2 separate regions of the Oryctolagus cuniculus genome follow, and region 2 is linked to region 1. The links are chromatin contacts, called in public Micro-C maps. All regions are on one chromosome and are shown on one strand. The core of a region is the stretch at or near the end of the contact, and the rest is flanking DNA. Distances in the headings are between cores, read along the strand shown. Region 1 overlaps ATP6V0A1 (ATPase H+ transporting V0 subunit a1). Region 2 holds the start of ATP6V0A1 (ATPase H+ transporting V0 subunit a1).

Region 1 (7,746 bases), core at 2,185-4,684:
GGACGCGGAAGAGGTAAGATCCTGTGCTGTGGGCTTCCTCTCCCTCCACCTCGGGTTGGCCCTCGTCTCGTGCAGCTGAGGGGCTTGCTTCAGCCCTGCCTTCTGGGCCTCTTAGGGCACCACAGTGTTTTCCAGGCTCAGAGCCCACGGTGCTGCAGCACCCAGCAGGCCTGCCTCTTCGGTCCCATGCAGAGCAGGCCCCCATATTCCAGCTCTTGCTCCAGAAACCCGGCCACTCCGCATGGCTTCTCTCTTCACCCCTGGATCCTTCTGGGGGTCGCTCCAGTGGCACTGCTTCCCAGCCACAGCCACTGGCACTTCTCAGGCCCCACCCTGTGTGTGGGCCTTTACCTACTCTTTACAGGAGCAATAAAAAGGAATCAGGCCAGGCTAGGCACCTCCAAGCCCAGCTTTTTAAAATCCACTCTTCCTGGCCTGACCACTGGTAGCACACAACCTCAGAGCAGAACTAATGCACCATGGAGTCTCACCTGTTCATTAGAGCCTTTTTTTGGACAGGTCGAGGGGGAGGAGTTGAGGACACAGGTTAGACTTTTAAGTCGGTCTGGCCGCTTTCACTATGTGTGATTTTTTACAAAAGAAATGGCAAGGATTGGGTGCCTTTTGAAAACATGCGTCTTACCGCTCTAAGTGCCGGCTGCTCTCCCTGTGCGTGTGACCTGCGGAGATGGCCCTCCTACCCAGGAGCCCTGGTCAGCACCGACAGGCCTCCCCCAGAAACAGTCGGTCACCTTGTGCGCCTAGCTTGTGACCTCTGTGTGCCGTGGCTCCCCACTAAGTGTGCATTTGTGTTTTCAAGCCTGCCGAGGACGAGGTGGTAAGACAACAGCCAGCTTTGCCTTCCTGTGTATCTGGGGCTTCTCTCTTCCTGTCCTTGTGATCACTCTGCTGACCCTGCTGCACCCCGGGGCCACACATGACACCGCGCATCCTTCATCCCAGTGGCCATTTCTAACCAGTCCATGAGCCTGTGTTCCGAGAAAGCTCACCTCCATTAACTGCGTCTTGTGTCGGTCACCTCTGTCTGTGTCATTGACTTTGCTGATCTGATACCTCTGAGAATGGCTTTGACAGAGGTGCAAGTAATGTCCGCAGTGGCATTCTTGAAGTGCTCCCTGGGGCTTACATTCCGTTGGCCTGTGCCTTCCTCTCCATGGTGTTGTGGTTGCTCGGCCACGGGGGTACCTGTTTCCTCCCCGCTCCTGAGTGCTTCTGAGCGGAGCTTGCCCTTCCTCCCTGAGATGCGGCTGCCTCTTCCCGCTGCCCTCAGCAGCTTGACCATGCTTCCAGTGAGGAGCCCTGGCCCTGGCCTGGGGTCAGCCCTGCCACCCTGTGGCCTAGCTGAGAACTGGGAGGCCTTCACAAGGCACCTTTGCCTCTGGGGTGTCCCAGAAGAACCAAGCCATCTGCAAAAGGAGCTCATTGTGTCAGCCACGCGTGGGAGTGACAGAGGATGGAAAGGAGGTTGCCTCAGCACTCAGCCACACCCAGAGCAGAAGGCCTCTCCCAGCAGTGACTCCTTGAGCAACACACACATTTTGAATTAGTTTCTTTTTTTTTTTTTGTCTTTTGTTGTTGTTGTTGTTAAGACCTTGCTGCACTGTTTGCATCTTCCCCCAAAATGTCTCTCTAAGATACCTGCACCTGTGAGCAATAATGCCCCTCCCTTTCCTGCCTCCCATGGTCCTCTCTGAGGGGGTGTGGGGATGGGACCGGGAAAAGCTTTGCTGTTGGGGTAACAGCAGGCAGTGCCTGGTCTTCCTGTGGTTTGGAGAGGCTCCGTGGCTGGCATACATGTTCCCGGCCTGCTCACGGGTGCAGTCGCTGGCTGAGCTGCCTGGCACGCTTCGGGGAGCTCTGGCATCTCCCAGCATCACCACCTCCAGCAATGCTGCTTTCTAAATGGCCTTCCAGACCATGCACCCAAAGCCCTAGTCACTGTTGAGCGATCCAGCCACCTGACCTGTCCAGTGTCCTCTTTGGCACCCAGGCCCGGGGGGGTTGCACATCCAAGGAAGATGGCCTCTAATTTGGCCTCCCCGGTCTCCAGCCACCCACCTCACTCAGGGACGCAGTCTCCCTTGGCTTCCTCAGTAATCAACATTTTTATCAGACGAGTTCTCTACAGCCAAACTGAAATAACCAAAGCAGTTATCTGGTGTTTTCAAACAAAACACGTTCTTTTTAAAAGTCCAGCCTACTTCTAAAATTTACCCGCCTGACTTGGCTATGAAAATTGTCCCACGCAGGCCATCGTTTGAGCCTGGTGGAGGTGTTTGTCCCTCTTCCAGGGTGGGGACATTCAGTCCAGCTGCAAACCAGGGCCAGGCCAGTTGTTACCTGGGAAATCCTCAAAGGTTCTAACCATGCGGCAAGGGTCAGCGGCACCTGTGTCTCCCACTGTGTCTTCCCACCAGGCCTTCACCCCTGTCCCTGCATCCTTCGCCCTGTGTGTGTCAAGCACTGTGTTTAGAAACTGAAAGATGAAAAATATAGCTCTTGCCTTCGAGGACCTCCCAGACGGTGGGGAGAGAGTCTTGGGTGACAGGTACCATGGTAGATGTGTGCCCAGGGTACTGTGGGAGCACAGAGGGGGACCTGAAAACACTGGGTGGGGCTGGGGCAGGGGAGATAGGGAAAGGATTCCCACTCCCTGGGGGAGTTACCCTAAGCTCGGTGTGTAGAGGGCGGGGTGACCTCGCCAGCCAGTGTGGGAAGCTTCTGCAGCCAAGGACCTATGGGGTGGGCAGAGGTAAACAGGAGTTCAGCTTAGCTGGAGCACAGAGCCAGGGCTCTGGAGACTGGGGAGGGGTGAGGCTGGAGTCTGGCCGAGACAGCCGTCATAGGTGTGGCCTCATCTGGGTGACGTCCAAGGCCTTGCCAGAGTCTTAAACTGGTGAGCAGGAGGCCCTGGTGTGAGGGCCTGGCCGACTGCGGATTCTGAGCGGGGCTCTGGATGAGCCCTAGGACAGAGTTCACCCCCTGGTCTTTAGTGGGCTGTTGAGAGCAAGAGGCCAGGAAAAGCATCTGAGGCTTCTAGAACGTTCCCCATGCACCCCAGCTATGCTTGGACAGCTCGTTCCCTTGCTCCACTTTAGTCTGGAAATCGTTGTTGGTATGAGAGGAAAACAGCAAAAGGCAGAGGAGACACCATCTGGCCGCCTCCGCTGTGACGTGGGAGCGTGGACTCTGTCTGGATTTCCCTGTGCCATCTCAGAGGTCGCAGAAGGGAGAGGAGGCCCCCTGGCTCCGGAGGCTGTAATGCAGGAAGTGAAGGGCTCTGGAGGGCGGCTTCTGGCTGAGGCTGGGGGACTTGTTCCCAGCAGGGCTGCTCTCCTCCCCAGCCCCAAACCAGGTCCACGGCGGTCCTTGCTGTCCCAGGGGCTGACTCGCCCTCCCAGCTGCGTGCTCTTGACTCAAGCCCGAGCCCAGCAGGGAGGAACTCCGAATGCGTTGAGAAGAATCTCCTTCAGGTGGGGGGTGTCGGGATCTCCAGGGAGGCAGCGCTGGCATTGGCCCAGGCATGGAGAGGCAGCGGTGAGAGGGCAGGCCCTGCCTGGGCCAGGCTCTCCGTGAAGCAGCCACAGCTCTGCACTCCTGCACCCTCCCCTCCATCTGATGTCTTCCGTCTGGTTTCTTCCGCGACAGTTTGACTTTGGGGACACCATGGTCCACCAGGCTATCCATACCATCGAGTACTGCCTGGGCTGCATCTCCAACACCGCCTCCTACCTGCGGCTCTGGGCCCTCAGCCTTGCTCATGCACGTGAGTGTCCTCCTCTCCACGCGTGCCCGCGGTCTCCCGCAGCGGGGATGACCCGGAGGTTCTGGTTCTGGACTCCAGAGAGAAGGAGTGCAGGCGGGAAGGTCCGCACTGTGTGCGGTGGTCCCACCAGGGCGACAGGGAGCGCCCCGGGGGAGGCATGGCGGGGCAGCCCCAAGTGACCAGGGTGCTGTGTCTTCCTGTCCCAGAGCTGTCTGAGGTGCTTTGGACCATGGTGATCCACATGGGCCTGAGGGTGAAGAGCCTGGCAGGAGGTTTAGCGCTCTTCTTCATCTTCACCGCCTTTGCCACCCTGACCGTGGCCATCCTGCTGATCATGGAGGGCCTCTCAGCCTTCCTCCACGCCCTGCGGCTGCACTGGTGAGAGACAGCGGGGCCCAGGGTGGCGGCGGGGGGGGACCCCTAGTGCTGCACGGCAGCCCGAGTGCCTCCCGGGGAGTGTGAGCTGCTTCCTCAGCGCTCACGGCAGCGCCTGGCACCTGCCGTGCGGCCAGAGGATCTCCGCTTTTGGCTCGAAGCTTCCCGGGAGAGGCCCCTGGTGAGTGTCCTCAGGTCCCCTCCTGTCTGCAGCATTCTTCGGTGCCCTGTACTGTGGCTTGCAAGAGCTGCCGAGGTTTTGTGGTTTTTGTTTGAGGCTTCTTGTTTTTGTTCTGTTCTGGCGTGTCAGTGCCCTGTCTGGAGAGTAGTGAAAGTGGTCTCGCACAGACTCCGAAGCCCAGGAAGGCGCCCGCTCTGTTCCGCCCCATGCTCTTTGGTCAGGCCCCTGGCTGTGCCCTGGCAGGGAGGCGATTCCTGGTCCCTCAGCACACAGCTGGGCGCACTGACACAGCTCCTCCGGCAGGGCAGGCTGGGGGCTGTCCTGTTTGCTCCCTAATGCCGTGTGTGCCTCTCGAACGCTCTGCTTGGAGAGAGCCGGGTGGGAGAGCTGCATCTCACCGCGCTGTGACCGTGATCTTAAACTTGGGTTGTCAGGTTTAGCAAATAAAAGTACAGGGCACTCAGTGAAGTTTGAGTTTCAGACCCACAGTGAACATTCTTGTAGTACGCGCCCTGAGCCCGGGCTGCCTGCTGGGTGCCGCTTCCCCCTTTATGTTGGGACTCTCCCTCTTGCGGGGGTCTCAAACCCCGGTGTCCAGACGCTCTGGGCCCTGTACCCGGAGGAGGAGGACTCCCTCACCCCTAGTGTTGCACGAGTCTGTGGGACCCCGCGTGGGTGGCCTGTGGTCTTGGTGACCTCTGAGAGTCTCCCTGAGCTCACCAGGGCCTTGGCCCCTCCCCCGCCCTGGATTGTCGTCCTGGCTGGGTCGCAGCTGAGCCTCCTCAGAGATTCCACTGTTGGTGGTAAATTCCCGGGGGAGAAGCGAGGCGCATGCGGGCCAAGACACAGCTCCCATCCAAGCAGCTTCCTCGGGCCGGCTCTCCTGCTCGCAGCCTCCACCTGCCTGCCCCCTGCCCCCTGCCCCCTGCCCCCGGCCCCCGGCCCGGCTCTGTTGACGGTGGAACCAGGAGGTCGGGGGGTCAGGAGAGCTGTGTGCTCAGAGCGCTGCCCAGACCCTGTTCCCAGCTCATCAGCCCGCTGACCCCAGCACACTCCCTTCGTGCTTGGGTGAGGGGCTGCCGGGGAGCCAGTGCTGGTGACTTTTCCTTGCCCAGTTGGCCCCCTGCCACCCCGTCCACTTTGCCTGCTGAGCCCTGGATGGAGGGGGCAGTGAGCACCCCACCTTCGCTGCAGCCCGTGGGAGGTGTGGGGAGCTGTCGGACATGAGGCGGGCACGGCCTCCCCTCCATGGTGAGTGCAGGCAGCGTGGGAGCAGTGTGTGTTGAGAACTCCCCTCAGCTCACCCGTGCCCTCCGGTGGTGGTGTCCCACAGCCTGCTGGAGGGGCGCGGGAGGTGCTGAGTGACGGCAGGGTAAGCCTCCAGACCGGCTCGCCTGGGCTGGAGCTCCCAGCTCCACCGCACTGGGCAAGTGGTTCTGAGCAGGAGAGGGTGGCGTCACGGACAAGGGGTCTGATGGTAAATAGGAAATTGTCACACACCTGGTGTCCGGGCCAGCGCCCTGGCCGCTGTCAGCAGGTGTACAAGGATGGCTCGTGCCTGCAGAGGGGTGACCCCAAGGGAGGCCTGTAGGGCATCAGAATGCCCCTCGGGTTTGGTTGTGGAAACAGGCTCACCCCACGGGAATTGCTTAAATTGTATTTGGTCGTAGGGAACTGGGTGGAAGAGGAGAATCTGTGGCCCTTTTGTGTGCCATTAGAGATCCCATGGGGAGGGGCGGTCACCTGTGGCATGTTGGGGGCATCTTGCCCACCATCCGAAAAGGAGTGGATAAAATCGGCCTCTGTACCGCTCTGTCTCCCGCCTCGTCCGGCTGCAGAACAGCCGCAGGGAAGCCACTGCCAGCTTTCCTGGCGTCCCCTGACCCGAGGCTGCCCCGCTGACACCTGTCCTGGGTCTCTGGTCGGGTAAGAAGAGCTTTGGGTTTGAGAACAGGCCACACCAGTCTGGCGTCCGTGGGAGATCCTACAAGGTGGGTGGCGTTCAACAGCGTCTGCCTCCTCCTGAGCTTCATCTCCTCTCCCGCGTGCCTCGTAGGATGTGCTTGGGCTTCTTGCCTTTCCCAGTCAGCCGTCCTCTCTTCCTCAGAAGGCGGGGGCGGGTGTGATCGTGGTTACGACTGCCAGCCCCAGAGCCACGCAGATGCAGGACCTGCCCCGAGGCTTCCCTTCCAAGGCGCATGGCCCCTTCTTAGCTGGCAGATTCTGCACACTTGTACGCTCCCTGACTGGTCGGTGGTTCAGGGGGCCGGGTGATGGGAAGGACCACAGAGCTGCCACACGTGGCAGCGTGTCGCAAGAGGGATGAGAAGCACTCTGAGTGGAGGTCAGGGCCAGCGGCGGTGCCTGCCGTTCGCACCTTCAGGCAGGTGTGTGTCCTGGGCCCTGAACTGCCCAGAGCGGGGGTCGGGGAGCCAGAGAAGCACCTCCATGCAGAGCTGCAGCCACATCCCAGCAGGAGGTGGAAGAGGCCCCAGGGTGTCCCCCCACACCCACCCGGAGAAGTGGGGGCTGCGCTGTGTAACTCAAGTGCTCTCTGCGGTCTCCCCGTCAGTACCTCTGGGTCCCAGTGCTGGGGCTGCCATGGGTGACACAGGAGCCCACCTTCCCTGCTGGGGCTCTCACAGCAGGTGTCTCAGTGACTTGGTGCACGCAGGGGCCTGGAGGGGTCGGAGCAGAGGAGCCTGCTGCGTGGTGGAGCTCCCTGTTTGTCCTCTCTCAGGAAGCAGTGTTTCCCCGGTTCAGAGGAAGAGGGTGGGGCATCTGCCAGGGCAGTCGCTTTCCAGCATTGTGCTGGGGACGGCCGTGGGGAGAAGGTGGAGTTAGGCTGACCCCAGGATGGACCCGTGATGTCTGGCTGTGGCCACCCTAGGCCACAATTTCAGCAGCAGCTGGGGGGGAGGTGGCATCGGCGGCCCACAGGGCAGAGCCTCTGGCCTGTCGGTGCGGGAGGCCCACACGGGGGTGCCAGGAGGACAGCCGTGTCCCCAGGGCCTCTGAGAAGCATGGCTTCTGCCCCACTCACCCGGCCTGGAAATGAGAGCTGTCTGTGATCAGCCGGCCAGGGGCTCGGTGCTCAAGCCCTATTGGCGTAGGCCCCGGTCACAGGCTGGGGCCTGCACTGACCTGTCCACTTCTGGCTGTCTGCCGTGTAGTGGAAAGGAGGCATCGGAATCTCTTTTAAGTTGTTCAAATGTGACCACAGCCTCCCCAACGTGAAGAACCCACCTAACGGGGCGGGGAGTGGGGGGGACAGAGAGCCGGAGCCTAGCTCAGCTCCTGCACCCCGCAGCGCTGGGAGAGAGCAGCCGGCTCCTACTCCCACCCCCAGCAGCTCGGGGGACCCCTGCCACCGGCTGCCCCCCCCCCAGGTGCTGCCTTTTTG
Region 2 (7,746 bases), core at 3,833-6,332, 49 kb before region 1:
TGGCACAGCAGGTTAAATTGCTGCCATATGGGGGTGCCAGTTTGGGTCTGGGCTGCTCCACTTCCATTCCAGATTCCTGCTCATGTGCCTAGGAAGGCAGCAAAGGACCCAAGTACTTGGGCCCTGCTACACACATGCTAGGCCAGGATGGAGCCTCTGGCTCTTGGTTTTGGTGTGGCCCAGCCCTGGCTCTTGTGGTTATTTGGGGAGTGAATCAGTATGGAGGGAAGATCTCTTTCTGTCTCTTCCTCTGCCACTCTGCTTTTCAAATCAATCAATCAATCAATCTTTAAAATATATATATATAACATTTCTGAAAGAAAGAGAAAAAAACCCAATCCAATGGCTGGTGCTATAAAGCTGCTGCCTGCAGTGCCGCCATCCCATATTGGTGTGGGTTTGAGACCCGGTTGCTCCTCTTCCAATCCAGCTCTCTGCTATGGCCTGGGAGAGCAGTAGAAGATGGCCCAAGTCCTTGGGCCCCTGCACCCTTGTGGGAGTCCCAGAAGCAGCTCCTTGCTCCTGGCTTTTTTTTGTTGTTTTGTTTTTTTGACAGGCAGAGTGGACAGTGAAAGAGAGAGACAGAGAGAAAGGTCTTCCTTTGCCGTTGGTTCACCCTCCAATGGCCGCCGCGGCCGGCGTGCTGCGGCTGGCACACTGCGCTGATCCGATGGCAGGAGCCAGGTGCTTTTCCTGGTCTCCCATGGGGTGCAGGGCCCAAGGACTTGGGCCATCCTCCACTGCACTCCCTGGCCACAGCAGAGGGCTGGCCTGGAACAGGGGCAACCGGGACAGAATCCGGCGCCCCGACCGGGACTAGAACCTGGTGTGCGGGCGCCGCAAGGCGGAGGATTAGCCTAGTGAGCCGCGGTGCCGGCCTGCTCCTGGCTTTGGATTGGCACAGTTCCAGCCATTGTGGCCATGTGGGGAGTGAACTAGCGCATGGAAGACACCTCTTTCTCTCCCTCCTCCCCTTTCAAATAAATAAATCTGAAAAAAAAATTCTGAAATTAAGGAAAAAAAAAAAAAAAGACACCAGTCCAATACTGAAAACTTTGTTAGATTCTCCACTTCAGAAATCTCCTTGAACCAGTGTGTGACTTTTTTTTTTTTTTTTTTGACAAATATTTCAAGGCCAATGGCACAGAGGCCAATGCCACATGTCACTCCGTCCTTTCCCTTGTTCCCATCTCAAACTTTCTATAAAGCCCACTTCTTTAAGAAGGCTCTTGCATGGCATTCTTAACTCCCACCATCCAGGAGGCTGTCCGCCTCACATGTCCTTCACGGGGAGTCATGCGGGCTGCACAAAATGTCACATGCCTCTGGCTCCTTCAGATCTCCTCATCCATGTAATCATTAGCAGAGCTAAAGCACTCTGACCTCCCTTTAACTTCAAAGGAAGCCTCAAAATCTGCTAGAAGTTTTTGTTTTTGACCAAAAGACATTATCTTGAACATGCACAGGCTCTGAAAGTAAAAGTAGAAGTGTTATTTTGAGGAACTCAGAGTGAAATTGTGAAAGGGATCATTTCCCTGGAAAACTGCAAACCATCATTTCAAGGACAGCAGTCAGAGATGATAAAGGTCACTCTCAGGCTGTGCTGGGAGAATGCTCTCCTGGAACACTCTAATCAGACTCTTGGTTAGAAGAGTTTTAGAATCCGAGTTCATCAGAGGAAAACACTGTAAAATCTATGTAGCAAGACACAATCATTGAGCTGATCCACTGCTTATCAAAGAATGCAAGAAGACTTTATCAGAAGAGGAGCAGCCGGGACTCAAACTGGCATCCATATGGGATGCTGGCACAGCTGGCTGGGGTTTTAACCCACTGTGCCACAGCGCCAGCCACAGGAGAAGACTTTAAATCTAAATTTTGGGGCAGACATTGGCACAGCAGATAAGATACCCCTTGGGATACCCAAATTCCATATCTGAGTGCCTGGGTTCAAGTCCTGGCTCTGATTTGGATTCAGCTTCCTCTGAATGTGCACTCTGGGATTATGGGATGGAGCAGGTGATGGCTCAGTTCTTGGGTCCCTGGAGATCCAGGTTGATTTCCAGGCTCCTTCTTGGCTTTGGTCTGGCCCATGTCTGGCTGTGCAGGTACTTGGAGCAGTGAACCAGCAGAACAGAGCTCTATTGTTTTTTTTTTTTTTTTTTTTTTTTTTTTTTGACAGGCAGAGTGGACAGTGAGAGAGAGAGACAGAGAGAAAGGTCTTCCTTTGCCGTTGGTTCACCCTCCAATGGCTGCTGCGGCCGGTGCGCTGCGGCTGGCGCACCGCGCTGATCCGATGGCAGGAGCCAGGAGCCAGGTGCTTTTCCTGGTCTCCCATGGGGTGCAGGGCCCAAGCACCTGGGCCATCCTCCACTGCACTCCCTGGCCACAGCAGAGGGCTGGCCTGGAAGAGGGGCAACCGGGACAGAATCCGGCGTCCCGACCAGGACTAGAACCCGGTGTGCCGGCGCCGCTAGGCGGAGGATTAGCTTAGTGAGCCACGGCACCGGCCTGTCTATTGGTCTTCTATCCTTATGCCTCTCAACTAATAACTTTTCAAAAAGATTTATTTTACTTATTCGAAAGGCAGTGACAGAGAAAGAAGGAGAGACAAAGACAGAAAGAGATTTTCATTCACTGGTTCACTCCTCAAATGGCTGCAATGGCTGGGGCTGGGCCAGGCGGAAGCCAGGAGCCTGGAACTCTATCCAGGTCTTCCAGGTGGGTGGCAAGGGCCCAAGTATTTGAGTCATCTTCCAAGGCCTCCCCAGATGCATCAGCAAGAACCTGGATCAGAGTATGGGATGCCAGCATCATGGGCAGGGGCTTAAGCCACTACTGTACCATGATGCCAGTCCCCACCAAATAAATATTTGAAAAATCATAAATAAATCGGTTCAGACACTCAGAACTGTATTACTGGCTAAGCCCCATAGGGAACTGCAAATGACTTCTAGAGCAGCATTTCAAATTTAATCCTGTTGGATATAGGCCTCTGTTTTATACCGTCTACTACATGAGGATAATAGCACCTGCCTCAGTGTTGTGAGGATGAGGGCACCTCTGCAAAGTGCCTAGACACGAGGCTGGCTTATAGGAGTAACCATCGCACGCATCTCTGTCTTGTCACTATTGGAAACTTTTTTTTTTCCAAGATTTATTTATTTATCTGAAAGGCATAGTTACACAGAGGCAGAGGCAGAGGGAGAGGGGGAAGAGAGGTCTTCCATCTGCTGGTTCACTCCCCAGATGTCCACAATGGCCAGAGCTGCACCTATCCAAAGCCAGGAGCCAGGAGCGTCTTCCAGGTCTCCCACACAGGTGCAGGGGCCCAAGGACTTGGGCCATCCTCCACTGCCTTCCCAGGCCATAGCAGAGAGCTGGATGGGAAATGGAGCAGCCGGGACTCAAACCAGCACCCACATGGGATGCCAGCACTGCAGGTGGCGGCTTTACCGGCTATACCACAGCACCGTCCCCAACACTACTGGAACTTTCTCACTTCCTCTAGCATAGGAAGTGAGACTGTCCCTTATTTTCATTTCCAGCATCTAGTACCACAGCCGGCACCTAGTGGGCCCTCAGCAAGTGTCTGGTGCCTGAAAGGCTATTTGAAATTTCATTTCTAAGCCTTTGAGAAGAAAAGTGAGTGGGAATGTAGACCCGAGCCCCACACGTAGACATTTAAGCCTGACTACAGACAAGGCTGCCAGGGAAGAGAGCACAGAGGGAAAACAGACAGACACTGGATAAAGACTGAAGGCAGAGCCGAGACAGAAAAGGAGCTTTGAGCGTGTACTTTCAAGGAAGCCATGAACACAGTTCAAAGGAACTGAAGTGAGTCCAGAGGAAAGACTGTCTTAAAGGTGAAATATGAAAATATGTGGTTAGCAAGCAGCTGACTCTGAGGTCAATTTTTTTTTGACTCAAAGGAAGGAAATGACAATCATACACATTGGGTTTTTTTCTTTTTCTTTTTTCTTTTTTTTAGATTTATTTATTTGGAAGGCGGAGCCCTAGAGGCGGAGAGGGAGAGAGAGGGAGTCTCCTATCAGCTGGTTCACTCCAAAAATGGCCTCAACGGCCAGAACTGTGCCGATCCAAAGCCAGTAGCCAGGAGCTTCTTCTTGTCTTCCAGGCGGGTGCAGGGGCCCAAGGACTTGGGACATCTTCTACTGCTTTCGCAGACCACAGCAGAGAGCTGGATCGGAAGCGGAGCAGCCGGGACTCAAACTGGCACTGCAGGCAGCGGCTTTACCCGCTATGTCACAGTGCCAGCCCCTGTGTAACAGTTTTATAAACCTTGGCAGGTTTTCAAATATGGGTCCCTCTGAGCTGTGCCTGAGAAAGCTGAGAAAGGTTGGTATGGTCTGGGGCTAAGATCCTACTTTTACAGAAAACCGCAAGGCAGTCAAATTCTATCTTCACTCGCACTATGAGAGGCAAATTCAAGTAAAATGCCGGTTTTGGTCCTTCATTACTTACTGTGTTTGGGCTGGCTGTGTTAGCGGAGATGGGTAACATAGGTTCTTCTCTTCAAGCAAGAATTTAGACCTGAGACAGACAGCAGAGCAGGACTGGTAATTTTTTTTTTCCAGGTAGCAAAATTTAATTAGCATCCGGGGGTTTTTTAACCTGACATTTCTCATTGCCCTTGAATCTCAGTGGGGTTCCACCACCCACAGAGACAAACCAACAGGTTTTTCCTGATATGGTTCTGGTTATAACCATCGACCTGGGATGCCCTACTCATTTTTTTAAGGCAATACAAGGGAATCAATGTCAGTATTTGATAAAGGCGGCTTAAAAATAACAGGCATCACTTTGGCGCTACAAAATTTGTTATTCTAATACTAAATTTGAGGAACTGAAAACCCTTCAGTGGTCAGATGGACCACAGGTATTATATACGAAGCAAGAGAAACATTGTATTTCTGTAACCTCTGGTCATACAGGGTTTTCCTGTCATTTGCAGAAAAACAGACCCGGGGCAGTTGCTAGAAGGAACGAAACACGCACGTTGTTAAAGACTGGCTTCTCGGGATCTACCGGAACAAGTCTCTCCGTTTGGGGCTCAAGCATTGTCATCCGTAAAATCAGGGAAAGGTATGGAGGAGGGCCCGGCATTCCTCCAGGTGTCTCCCCTTTCTCCCTGCTACTTCTCCGGGAGAAATGGCTGGGCGTTCCCACGGTATGAAAATAAACAAAAAAAGTTAACCTTGCCCACAAGATAAAGCTTAGGGAGCAGGGGCTCTGAAGGGCTCAGGAACTCAAACGCTAAGCACCTGCACGGCCAGCCCCACGCCCCCAACCCCTCCCTGCTCCGCCGCGGAGTCACAGCACAGAGGCCAAGATGGCGGCAGCACGCCGGGTCTCGCCCGCGGCCCGCAGTGGAGCGCTGCGGCCGCCCAGGCGAGGCTGCACGTCATTGGTCGACTGCGATGAGATCATCGTGGGGGCGGGCCCCGGCGGCGCCGCGGGGGCGGGCCCCTGGTGACGCACGCACGTCGAGGCGCTTCTGCCCGGAGCCGCTGAGGCTGCGGGTTTGGCTGCGGCGGCTTCTGTGGCGGCGTCAGGGCCGGCTGCTGGAGGTGAGTGGGGGATGTAGATACGGCTCGGCAGGGAGCGGGCTTCGAGGGACTCAGGAAATCCTGGTAGCCCCGTTGCTTGTTAAAGGAATTAGCAGGGGTCTTATAATCTTCGGGAAAAAATAGGGGTTCGCCTCCTCTTGGGCACCCGGACTATGGGCAGAAGAACCAGAGACTCACTGCTCTGTGGAGGCCCTAGGTCGTTTCCCCGTTTAAGGGGAAAGCGGAAGGTTATTGGGTGGGCAGAAGAATTCTGGGGGCTTTTGAGAGGGCCTCCGATTTGGGGCTATCCCTTCCCTTTTTTTCCGCCCCCTCTCCCCGCCCCCGGTCCAAAGAGGGAGGGGTGCCTGGGTCCCGAGAATTCCTGCTGGCTCACTGGGTGGACAGGAAGTAAGCAGGTGAATAATTCCCAGGTGGGAGGCCAGGGCTGGATGGCGGATTCCTGGAGGCTGGGCGCCGGGGTGGGGGCGCTGCGTTCCGCCCCATCTTTTGTGGACGTGCTGTTTCTTCAGGTTTCGCGTTGTGACCCTTCCAGCACCGCTGTGGCTTGGTTGTCTGTCTGGCTCCAGTGGGCTAGAGATGTTCTGGGGAGACCTGGTTATTAAAGCCTGGGGGCGGGGAGCGCGCTTGTAGCAGGCTGTCATCGTCCGCCCTGGTGGTGCTGCCACGGCTTGCTGTCGGGTGTGTTTTGAGGTGTGGAGTCTACACTTGGTGAAGGTGGTGGTGAGGCTGCTAACAGCTGGTTCGGATGAATCAGGTGCACACAGGCTTAGAGACCAAGCCACCAATCTCTGGAGAAATTCTCGCTTCCCTCTGAGCTTGTTGTTTTGCAGCCTTGAACATCATTTGCACAAAGGTTTTGCCGTAGGGATGTCTCAAGATGTCTCCCAACCTTCCAGAGTAGCAAATCTCCCTTCGATGTCAGTCTGCCCTGCGAATATTGAATGCAGGCAGCCTTGTGATGCTCGAAGTGGTGTGCGTTTCGCTGAGTCTAGATCCTGTGCAGGCTGCGCCTTGCAGCAGGTGATTGAGAATAAATAATTGCGTTTCAGGACCACTGATAGCGCCAGTCGCCTTTCCTACCGGCAACAGTAAGACGCCGATGAAATGTGTGTGGGCTCGCGCTTGAGAAGACTGGACAGATGGAAGAATGCAGTTGATCCAGAAGATGGGGTTGACAAACAAAGCAGAAAGCTGCGCGGGTGGAAGGCTCATTTTCTCTGCCTTCATAAAACTGCTTTGTCATTATCAATGTGTTCCTGGCAGGCTTGCCTTGAAATTGAGTCTCATTCAGGGCTGGTTCCTTTTTTAAGATAATGGTTATTTATTGGATTCCACAGCTGTGGGTGAGGGTGGTGGTGTTTTCTGAGCAGTCAGGAGACTGAAGCCCTTTAATGTGGTGATAGCTGTAGGGAGTGCTGGGACTTTGATGGAAGGAGAAAACCGGTTCCTGGCCAGATTTTATGGGAGAGTGATCAAGGTCTCTTCTGTTTGTTTCCTGTACAAGCAAATAAGACTGGGCAGTGATATTCACACTGTGTCCAGGGGTGTTGAAGGAGCTGTTTGGGTTCCCGGTCCCTGTCTTTAATCTCTGTACATTGTTATTGAGTTGTCCAAAAACATTGTCAGTTGATCTTGATGTTGACTGCAAAGGAAATGACTTTTATCTGCACTCAGCAGGACAAGATTCAGTAACTGCCTTTGCCAAAACAGAAGCACACGATTTCTCTTCTCCGTTTTCCTGAGCAGGTTGTCAAAACAGTTGCTAAAGATCTGTCAGCGTGGGGTGGAAGAGCTGAAATGCCGAAGGAGAGCCTCTTGCTGGAGTGCTGTTTGCGCAGCCCTCTCGGTCATTTGCAAACTGTGTCGTTTTCTCGTTTGCTTCAGGTTGGAGAGACACGCTGAGCCTCCGGAGCGGTGCCGTCTGCCACCATGGGGGAGCTCTTCCGGAGCGAGGAGATGACGCTGGCCCAGCTCTTTCTGCAGTCAGAAGCTGCCTACTGCTGCGTCAGTGAGCTGGGGGAGCTCGGCAAGGTCCAGTTCCGTGACGTAAGTGCTTGTGGCTGCTTCGCGATTCCCGCTGCGCTCTGACTTTGCTTGTCCTGGGTGACGGCCTTGTGACGAGTGTCACGGTCTTTATTTGCAGAGATAATAACAG

The links. A called contact is a pair of places that touch in the nucleus more often than the background predicts.
Region 2: a Micro-C map of ear pinna shows a contact between it and region 1, with 2.5 times the contacts expected there. The contact joins the promoter of ATP6V0A1 here to the enhancer-like site in region 1. A contact is called at or near these places in 3 of 6 Hi-C or Micro-C datasets (ear pinna, embryonic fibroblasts and psoas muscle).

The regions. Positions count from the first base shown.
Region 1 is chr17:20,342,364-20,350,109 of mOryCun1.1, reverse strand. It overlaps ATP6V0A1 (ATPase H+ transporting V0 subunit a1), which reads left to right. Exons shown (of 22, transcript XM_051824974.2): 18 at 1-13; 19 at 821-838; 20 at 3,670-3,787; 21 at 3,994-4,165. Among named protein-coding and RNA genes, the nearest start is that of NAGLU, 14 kb to the right of the region's middle. Within about 2 kb of position 3,434, at least 2 of the 8 cell types and tissues checked have an H3K27ac peak or open chromatin away from gene starts, as enhancers often do. A contact at or near this core is called in ear pinna, where this site is marked.
Region 2 is chr17:20,392,904-20,400,649 of mOryCun1.1, reverse strand. It overlaps ATP6V0A1 (ATPase H+ transporting V0 subunit a1), which reads left to right and starts at 5,082. Exons shown (of 22, transcript XM_051824974.2): 1 at 5,082-5,106; 2 at 7,476-7,637. The coding sequence starts at 7,521. LOC103351575 (a long non-coding RNA gene) reads right to left here and starts at 5,380. Exons shown (of 3, transcript XR_007911347.2): 1 at 5,020-5,380; 2 at 4,486-4,554.